Linked DNA regions of Capra hircus: region 2 is linked to region 1. A link is a contact called in public Hi-C data. All regions are on one chromosome and are shown on one strand. The core of a region is the stretch at or near the end of the contact, and the rest is flanking DNA. Distances in the headings are between cores, read along the strand shown. Region 1 overlaps NSD1 (histone-lysine N-methyltransferase, H3 lysine-36 and H4 lysine-20 specific). Region 2 has its middle 16 kb from the start of NSD1.

Region 1 (5,171 bases), core at 1,289-3,788:
AAGAAAATAAGATGCTTTGTTTTCTCTTCCTCTTAAACAAAGAGCTTTTCCTCTCTGATGATGTGGGAAGAAAGAGGATGAAAGGGGAGAACTAGGCAGGTGGAATTTACAGAGGAGAGTCTGAGGTCTAAGTGAGATGCAAGAATAGGCCCCTAAACTCAGGGCAGCTCTGCCCAGCCTCTTGTCTCTGCCTGAGTTCAAATGTCTCAACCCCAGAGACAAACTTTGGGAAATAAAAGCAAATTCTTTTTAAAATCTTTATATAAAGCGCAAATGCTTCTAAAACAACTATTGTTCCCTCCTTAGAAGTGACGGGAATAACCTCAATAAAAACTCAGGAGGAAGAAATTGGGACAACACAGAATCCTGTTGAGGGTATAAAAGCCATAACTGAGAGACAGAAATGGCCAGGAGACACTGGGGCCAGGAGATGGCCTGTTGGCTAAAGCTGCTGGCTGCATTGGCGAAGCAGAGGTAAACATGTTTGGTCTAGGGATGAGGGCGTGGGTGAATGGGAAGGAACTGGCCAAACAGCACTTCCTGTTGGCAGTCAGTGAGCTGGGTGAACGGTAGGGTGGGGTAGCACCAACAGATTTCCCAGCCCTTCGGCCCCAGCTCAGGGCAGCAGTAACAGATAATCAGCAGTTATGAGGAATCATCTCTTAGGCTGGACATTGCTCTGTACGCCCCATCTTGCCAGTCATAGGGGAGGGGTTCTGGCTTGCCCTTAGGCTAAGTCAGCAGGTAGGCGCTCTCAACATGGAGCACACCATTTCTCAGGGAGAAATGGTGATAGGATCCACTAGTGAAGATGATGACTCCTCCATTCAGGTAGGAGGGCAAAGGATCAGAAGATAAGTAATTTCTCGCCAGAATCTGGCATTCTCCCTGAGCTGGTGGTGGATCTAGCCCAGAGTTTGCCAGATTCCCTAGATCTACTGCCCAAGACTCTGAAATCTGAAAGCACCTGAGTGTTTGGGGGACAGGCTTGGGGTGAGTTGATGTAAAAGGAGGAAAGTTTGTAGAAAAGGAAGGTAAGCTTGCCAATTGCCTTCTTACATTGAGGGAAAGCTGTGTCCTCATAGAGCCCAGCCCCTCAACCAACTGCTCCACCAAGGACAGATCTTTAGACTCTGCAGAGCCCAGCCAGAAGCAGCACCGGCTGCCTAGCCACAGCCCTTGGCTTTGGTGCAGCCCCCTCCTGCCTATAGAGGAGACCTCTGCATGAGCTTTCATGCATGCACACGCACACAGGGACACCTGACCAGGAGACACTCAAGAACAACCACTTCTGGGGCCACAAAGGACATTACAAAATGAGCCCAGAGCCCCAGGGCCCCTCAAACTTCCTGTTATTTATTTCCTGGTCAAAGGTTCTTTAAAAACAACCTGAGAACCCAGGCAGGCATGTTAGGCTCACAGGGATCAGGTCTTATTTATCTCTATATTTCCTGCCAGTGACTGATACCACACCTAGCACACACAGATGTTCAAGAAATCACCACCGACTTGAACGGGTATTAGTTCCTCCCAAGGATTCATCAGGTACCCTCAGTGGGGCGTGGCAGGATTAGATAGAGCTTTGAGAGCCCTACTACCTTCCAACCTGACCAGTGGAATTGAATCCCATGCTTGACTCCAGAGTGGACTTTTTATTTCAAGTTCACCATGAGTAAAGGTTGGGGGGGAAGAGACCCGAGTCTGTCTGTTTCCTTGGCTGGGGCCCACTTGGACTTCCATACATGGCTCATACAACCACAAGCCCCCCCCCACTGGCTAATGTCACAAGAGTTCTGAATGCTGGGATATAAGGAAAGAATAACAGTGGAAAAGTGTTGGGGTCTGTTCTTTTTAAGAGGGAAAAAGATTTTTCCCTTCCCCAAGAACCCTGGGGGAGGCTGGTCTGGTCACGTGGCATTTACTGGTGTTACTTCTGTTCTGACTCTGCACACTTGTGACTGGAAGGAGCCTGGTTAAGAGCTGGAAGTGTACTTTGCTCTGGTTTAGGGTCTTGCCCTCTTCCAAGAGACCAGCAAGTCTGTGCCAGTGTCTGTGTGCTCCCGGAGGACCAGCAAGACTGTGCCAGTGTCTGTCCAGCCACCATGGGCCAGAGCCCTGGCCCTGGCGAGGCCTTGCCCAGGGCCCAGGGACTCTGCTCTGTGGTTGCCAGCTTCTTCTCTTCCGTGGAGAGGGAGGGCTTCCCAAGAGGCCTGAAGGACTGCCCACTCTTGGCAGCGAGTCCAGGTAGTTGCTGGCCCCCAGCCATCTGCTTCACCTGCTTCACCAGGCCTGGCACTTGACTGGGAGGCCCTGGGGTCTGTTCAGCCCCTGCAGGTGCTCTTCCTGAGGCCTGAGTTGCTGGCTCATATAAAAAAGCCTTGGCAGGGGGCTGAGAAAGAAGTCTGGCCTGGGTGAGTGATTTAACAGCTTGCCAGGAGTGTTCTGAAGGGGCCGCTGCTTTGCCCAGTGGCTGAAGGACAGCATCTGACACACTGCCTCTCTCAACAGCTCGTGGTATCTGTCCTAGACCTTTGCTGGCAGGCCATGAGCTTGACTCCAACACTGGCATCTTCTCATCAGCCTGTGGTGTGAGCTCATGGGGTGAACCTGCCCGTTCCTTCTGGCGAGGAGTTAGGTCTATGAGATCCATCACCAAAGCAGCTCTATTTTTTGACTGAGTATTCTGGTCCACGGGCCTCAGTGCTTTTTCTTTAGCTACCAGGGTCTGGACCACAGCTGACAGTACTTTGTCAGGAGGTGGAAGTCTCTGGGACAAAGAGACATGGGATTTGTCAGGGGGTCTGTCTGAAGTCTGGGGTTTGGGACCGCTGGTGACTAGCAGTTTCTCTGGCGGTGGAAGTCTCAGGCCAGTAGGGACAGGGGTTTTCTCCAGTGACTGGGGCCTTGGGCTGGCAGCACCTATGGATTTATCCAGCCTTGGATCAGCTGTCCCCAGAGGTCTTTCCAGTGGCTGAGACCTGACTGAGGGTGAGGAGCTTGGGCCGGTCACTGGAGAGGGTTTGTCAGATAGTTGGGGTCTTGGTCCTGCCACTGCAGTTGGCCTGTCCAATGGCTTCTGGCTGGATACCAATGATTGGGGTTTGGTCCCTGACCCAGCAAGGTCCCTGACCTTATCTACAGGCTGGGGCCTGGAGTCAGTTCTGTCAGGAGGCCTTTCAGGCAGCGGGGGCCTCTGACAAGTCCCTGCCAGAGCTTTTTTGGACAGCGACAGCGACTGGTTGGTGTCAGCAGATGGCTTGTCCGACATCTTGGGCCCTTGAGCAGCCACTCCTGATGATTGCTCTGCCAGGTGAGTGCTTGGGCCTGGAGGCAGTGGTACTGGAGGAGGTACATACTCACGGATCTCCCCCGGTTCCAGAGGGTTGGGCCCACAGGGATCATGCTCAGTACAAGACAGACGCCCATCCAGTTTGGAGATGAAGAGCATCCCTTCCCGATGCTGCTTGCAGAAGGAGCTGGGACACATCTCACAGAAGGAGGCTGCTTCCTTTCCGCATATGTCACACTGGTGCCAAGGACACTCCCATTTCCCTGAAAACACAGAAGTGAAACACAAACTAAGGAAAACAAGACATGCCTGAGATGGGCCACAGCTCTGGAACCAAGTCAAAAAAGTGACTGCAAACTGCTGCCTCCTGTGGAGAGCTCGTGGCCCTCGCCCACACCCCCTCCCTTAGGATCTGGGCTTTACTTTCTGTGAAATGTATAAAAATAACCCCCAAATATTGTCACAACTAAGTATCAATTTAAAACCAAGCAGGAGGAAACCCTGATTTCTATGACTACTTCCAACAAGGAGAGAAATAACAATAACAAAACAAAACCTATTGGGTTTTTAATTGATACTCAGTTGTGACTTAATGTTTGGCTGTTGTTTTTACACATTTTGCAGAAAGTAAACCCCAGATGCTGAGGGAGGGGATATGGACAAGGGGCACGAGCTCTCTGCGGAAAGCAGCAGTCGGTGAACAACCACCACCAAGGAGTTCTCTGCCTGATTTATACAACTAATTCCAACAAGGAGAGAAATAGCAACAAAACCAAACCCAAAGCTCCCCTTAGATGGAATGTGAACATACTACTTTTCTATATTTACAAATTCCATTCGTCCTACATAGCGTTTAAATATTTAACTCTAGGGAGAAAATATCAGCCAATTAAACTGCTTACTTCATTGTTACTAGGAATAGGGAGTAGATACACACAGTGAACAATGGAAACAGATTTATCTCTGCTCAACATTAAAACTGGAAATTAGAACAAATTTAATCTGTGTAGTCTACAAAGAATCAACAGAAAAGACCCAAAGCCAACCTAAGCTGTTCTCTTTTATCCTCATTTCATGATACCAGAGTCTCTGATATGGACAGCTGTTTCCATCCCAGCTCCTTCCAAGTGAACTATGCTAGAGCTCACTCCTGGCTCTAGAATTGGCAAGATGAGGTCTATCACAACCTGTGCCAGCTATGACCCCGAGTAATTGCTTCTGAAACAATTCCCCACTTCCTGGCACTGAAATCAGTGTTATGGCCTTGCCCCCAAGCTATCTCAGTTTCTATTATTTCATTATCCTGGCAACCACATACTGAAGAAAGGCTAATTTTCAGACAAACTCCTCTCACTCCCAACCCAAAGTTCTCTCTCTGCAGTTCCCAGAAGCAGGCCACGAACGGTGCGTGTCACCCAGAACAGTTTCTCACTTTTGTTGTTTAAAATACACAGCACACCCGAATCCCTGAACTCCTCTAACATCAAATGATCATCCAAAGACCGGTGACAATTTTTCTAGCCACGTATTTCTGAGTACTGCACCTGCTTGCATAGGTTCTCCTGTGTTTACTAATACAACTGCATCTCTTTCAGAGGGAAGTGGGCCTATAATCACCCAGAAGCTCCACTCTTTCTCAGCGTCTCTTTCTCTAGAGAGTGAACATGATGTAGTGGGCTTAAAGTCAGAAAACTTCTGGCTTTCAAGCCAGTCCCTGCATCTATACGCTTTAATGTGACAAGTTTCCTCATCTGAAACATGGGAAGATAAAAAGGCCTCATCTTTACAGGCTGGTGGGAGGATAAACTAACATAAAATGCTTCATGGAGCAAGTGAGCTTCTGTTCCCTTCCCTATAGTCTTTGTTGTCATTTACTTTGATA
Region 2 (5,188 bases), core at 2,593-5,092, 160 kb after region 1:
CTTCTCAATAGTACACCACGAACCCCTTCTGGTTCAGTATATACCGACCTGACTCATGTTTAATGGTTGGACATGTCACTCATATTCAGTAACATGAATATACTGTAATTTATTTTACCAATTCCTTTGCTGATGGACACTTAACTTCATTGTTTTGCCATTACAAGTAATGCTGAAATGAATATCCTCTTCACATATAATTAAGTATAACTTTGTCATTATATAGTCTCTTCATATATATATAATATGTAAAATTCAAATTGCATATATATACACACACACACACACACTTACTTGCATTTGTGCAAATATTTCTATAGGCCTGATTCTTGAGTAAAAGGAAATACTCTTACTTGTCTGCCTTTTTCTGGATGACAAATTCCTGACAATTTTACTTACTAAGAGATGACTTCAGTTTCAAAATATGCCAAATGCATTTGGCTTTAAGTAGCACACACTGTAGATTAGGACTTGGTGAACTTGCGGACTGACAGGATTTCCCAGCCTGCTTACTTGGAAAGTGCAGTGATGCCTTGTAAACCTTTTGTTTTCATTATTTTCAAAATTTCTTATGGATTGTTTTCTTTAATGGTAACCAAATAGAACAATCCTCGCCAGTGGTAAGCACCTGTCCATCACTTCACTGCCGTTTCTGCCACCAGCCCAAGCTGCCTCTATCAATTCCGGGACTCCTTGGATTAAACACCAGAAGATCAACTTTTTCATTCAATCTTGGTAGCAAGCTTGGAACCAAATCTGTAATAATTGGTTGAATATGGACTTTGTTACAGTGTGCTCTCTCCAGGGTACACACTGCTGCCTTGGGGTTCACATCAGTGCAGATGTACAGAGCTTGAAGACGGATCATAGAGGCTAGGAATGCAGATACCATCGCTGCTTGGAGTGTCTCCGCAGCAGAAACATGTCCTCTGAAGGCTTCTACATTGAAGGGCCTGCGGCCCATAGGCTTGTGCAACAGCATTAGGAAGCTGGGCACCATCATCTTTTTCTCCCTATGTTAATTTTTCAAATATACATTTTATTGTGACATTTTTCAAACATACAAAACAAAAAGATATAATCAATACACCTAGAGTATCTGTTAAAATTTTGTTATATTTGCTTCAGAGATAAAGATTTTTTTTTCCCCTACATGCAACGTGCTGGATTAAATTCCCCCTGCAGTGGAAGCGCTAAGTCTTAACCACTGGATGCTCAGGGAAGTCCCAGAGATAGATATTTCTTTTCTGTACAATTTCAAAGTGAGTTACAGACATTCTGATACTTCTCACCTAAAGACTCTGCAAACTTCTCCAATGTATGAGGGCATTCTCCTATATAATCACAGTACCACCTATAATTCCCTAATATCTAAAGTTCTTTCCATATTCAAATTTCTACCAAATGTTTCTGATAGATGATTTTTCTGAATTAATCAAATCAAATTTCATATATTGCATTTGTCCTTGCAGCTCTTAAGTTTCTTACAACCTTGAATGCTCCACCTCCTGTTTTTCTGAAATATTGACTTTTGCAGGGATTGGGCCAGTTATCTGGCCCCATGTTCTACATTCGGCTGATGCTTCTTCATTACCTGTTCATATCCCCCCCTGTATTTCCTGTAAACTGGATATAAGGGCAGAGGCTTGATTACACTTGGGTTAATGTTTTTACAAGAATGCTTTGAAGTAAGGCAGGTGTTGCTGTTCAGGCATGTTAGGTTTGGAGAGCCTGAAGGACATCAGGAGCACATGTCATGCTAGTGGCTGGAAATACATTTGGTATGAAGACCTAGAGGAAGAACCAGATGAGAGAGAATACCTCCAGAGTCATCATAGAAGAGGTGGGACCAGAAGCCTTTGATAGGGGCAGGACAGGCGGTGAGAAAACCCAGGGAGTATGAGGAGACTGCCAGGGAGTTTCCAGAGAAGTCAGTGATAAGACAGGACCAATGAAATGAACAACTGAGGCTCAATGGTCAACAGGAGCCCTGCCCTGCTCCCCCGAATTCTGGGCCCCTTGCCTGGAGAGTCAGTTGATGTGTCTAGAGTTCATAATAAGCCCCAGGGAGACTTGCAGAGGCTTTAAATAATGAGGCATCTCAGGGTTTACATAGTGGGAGGATAGGAGAATGCAATTGACTTCAGGCCTACCTAATTAGTCATATTAATGAGCCTAAGACAATTATGAGACCAGAAAGGAGGAAGTGGGTTGGGGGGGTGGGGCAAGGTGGTGACATCTCTAGTCCTGCCCAGGGAGGGGACCCTGGGGGACAGCCAGGGGACTTAGGGCTATGCTAGGCCCTGGATCTCCAATCCTGGCAGGGACTGATGCTAAACCATAGTAGAAGAAAGACCGCTGCTGCCTTCTGCATCCCAGGTCTGTGGCAACAAAAGGGTCATAAATGCCTGTGAAGGGACTTCCCTGGTGGTCTAGTGGTTACAACTCTGTGTTTCCAATGCAAGGGGTGAAGGTTTGATCTCCGGTTGGGGAACTAAGATCCCACAAGCCTCGCAGTGTGGGCCCCCCAAAAAAAACGCCCTTGGAACACCTAGTCATATGCTTCTGCCATGCTGACCCCAGCTCCTCACTGTGGCCTAGACATCTTAAAGATGTGGACCTGCCTGCAAGTCCAGGCTCGTCATCTACCTCGTTCCCCTCCCTCTCTGCCCTTCAGCTACACTGGCCTCCGCTGGTTCATAGATGAGAAGACTTTGCCCTGTTAGCCCAGCCCTCTCCATAGTTTCGTACTGTGTGCCAACTGCCTGTGCTGGTGCCTGAGAGGTAGCACACAGTGCAGTTATGGGTGTAGACTCAGACCCGAAAGACCTTGTTTGAACCCCCAACTCTACCACTTAATAGCTGTGTGATCTCAGGCAAGTTACAGAACCTCTCTGTGCCTGTGTGTCCTCTCTGTCAAGTGGGGCTGTGGACAGCTAATAAGAGCTTCACATAGTACCTAGCAGCTGGTTAGTCCTGCAGTTGTTACAGTCATGATTATTGTTCTCATGAGGCTCAGAGAGGTCAAGATCTGCCTGAGCTCACAAAGCTGGTACCTGGTAGTCTTCTAAGACTTTTTTTTCCCTAGTACATTAATGTTGCATTATAAATAGCCCCACCTAACTGCTGAGAGTCTCCGTGCTATAAATTCCTTGATTTTGTATACTCTGTCCTGCTACTGTTTATGTAAGTTAAATTTACCCTTGTCAGACCAAGTGAAGAGACCATGGAGTTGGAAGACTAAAAAGGCGTATAGGCACATTCCCGTGGACAGTTTACATTCTAACAAGAGGACAGGAATAAAAAATAGCTAAACACAAGACCCTGTATAATGAGGATTGTGAATTCCTAATAGGTAGAAATATAGACAATAGTAAAAAATATATATAATCAATGTTTTGGGGGAGCTCACCATATACCAGGCGCTGGGCTTTACAATCCTTACAAAAACACCACAGTAGGTATTAGGAGTCCCGTTTTACAGATGAAGCTCAACAATGTTAAATAGTTGCCATTGGTCACACGATGACTGGAACTTAGGTCTGTCTTCCTCCAAATCACCACTTTGGATCAGTCAAGGCAGAGGGACAAGGATGAACACACCTCGGCTGAGTCACAGAAGCTGCCAAGAGAGGGAATTTAGCAAAAGGGTCGGGGGGTTGTAGTAGCCGGATAGGCGGGAATCTGGCGGGGTTGGGGGAGGCTGGGCCTCCTCTTGAGTTCCTCAGGGGCTGAGAACTGTTCTAACCTCGCTGTTCGTATGGCCGCCGGGCCTCACAGCAGCTCAGCTTTGCACCAGGGCCCACACGTGGGGCCCCATTCCTTGGGAGAGAGCCTCCGATTGGCCGGCTCGGTCAGGTGGCTCCCGTGGGCCAATCAGCAGGGGCCAGGCCTTGGGCCGCGCGATCCGCTCTGCCCTCGGAAGCAGAGGGTGGTGTAGCCTGGGGAAAGGTGATCTTACGCAGTGGGGCGCGCTCGGAAAGGGCCGGCAGTATCTAGTAATGTCCGGCATGCCGCAAATCCAGCCAGAGATTGCGCCCTGTCCCATCGTTTTGAGATAGAAAAGAGGACTGGGCTGGGCTAGCGCTTTCTCTTGGGCTCTGGGTCCCGCCCTAATGCTTCCGCCCTCTTTTGTGCATCTTTCTCCTTTCGCACCCCTGGAGCTCCAAGCCTTCCTGTCTTTCTCGCTCTTTCTCGGCAGCCCGCAAGCCATGTAGTCTTTCCTCCTGGTAAGAGAAAGATCTCCATGCGTCTACAGCGAGGCTCTCTCTCTTCTCCCCTCCGCTGGCTCTGGCCTCCCTTTCTCATCCCACTTTAGTCTGGCTTCAGGTCACTAGCAGTCCTGCTCCAGCAAGAACCGGTCGTATTTCATAATCTTTGCTGCTCCGCTTTGCAGCATTTGACTCTTGACCCTTGGGAACTAACAAGGTTTCCAGAAGCTCCCGCTCTAGTCTGATCCCTTCCTACCTCTGTATCAAGCCCTTCTCTGCGCCACCCTGTCATGGGTATGCCTCCCTTCCTTCCTGTTTGGCAAACAAGGTCCACCTTGCTGATTGTTTACCCAGATTTACTGAGGAATCCCGTCTGGTCACTGGCATGTCCTAAATGCCAGTAATTTATGAGCCTCAAACTCTAGCTTAGATTTGTCCCAGAGTTCCAGACTTCATACCTGCATGTCTCATGGGTACCTAAGGCTGAAAGTAGGTGTTTTAGTCAATAAATATTTTTTAAGCTGAGGGCTCATTTACAGTATGAATATTTTAAAACGTATCTCTACGTATAAAGCTTCCCTGGTGGCTCAGACGGTAAAGAGTCTGCCTGCCATCCAGGAGATCTAGGGTTGATCCCTATGTTGGGAAGATCCCCTGGAGAAGGAAATGGCAACCCACTCCAGTATTCTTGCCTGGAGAATCCCATGGACAGAGAAGCCTGGCAGGCTACAGTCCACAGGGTCACAAAGAGTCGGGCAGGACTGAGCGACTTCATTTTCTTTCTTTCTTTACATATAAAATAAATATATGTGTTTATTGCTGTGTGCCAAAAGCTTGGAAGTACTGTGTCACCTGTGACCAGCCAACAGTGGGTGCTTCATTACTGTGTCCTGAATTAATGAAGAAATGAATGTTGGTTGGCATAATGCCTGGCACAGAGAAGGTGCTCAAAATTAGTTGCCTCATCCTTCAGCCCA

The links. A called contact is a pair of places that touch in the nucleus more often than the background predicts.
Region 2: a contact with region 1 is called in a Hi-C map of blood, with 2.3 times the contacts expected there. The contact joins two enhancer-like sites. A contact is called at or near these places in 2 of 5 Hi-C or Micro-C datasets (both in blood).

Annotation. Positions count from the first base shown.
Region 1 is chr7:71,851,338-71,856,508 of ARS1.2, forward strand. NSD1 (histone-lysine N-methyltransferase, H3 lysine-36 and H4 lysine-20 specific) reads right to left here. Exons shown (of 23, transcript XM_018050618.1): 23 at 1-3,552. The coding sequence ends at 1,928. Among named protein-coding and RNA genes, the nearest start is that of RAB24, 8.9 kb to the left of the region's middle. Within about 2 kb of position 2,539, at least 3 of the 5 cell types and tissues checked have an H3K27ac peak or open chromatin away from gene starts, as enhancers often do.
Region 2 is chr7:72,008,984-72,014,171 of ARS1.2, forward strand. No RefSeq gene overlaps it. Among named protein-coding and RNA genes, the nearest start is that of NSD1, 16 kb to the left of the region's middle. Within about 2 kb of position 3,843, at least 3 of the 5 cell types and tissues checked have an H3K27ac peak or open chromatin away from gene starts, as enhancers often do.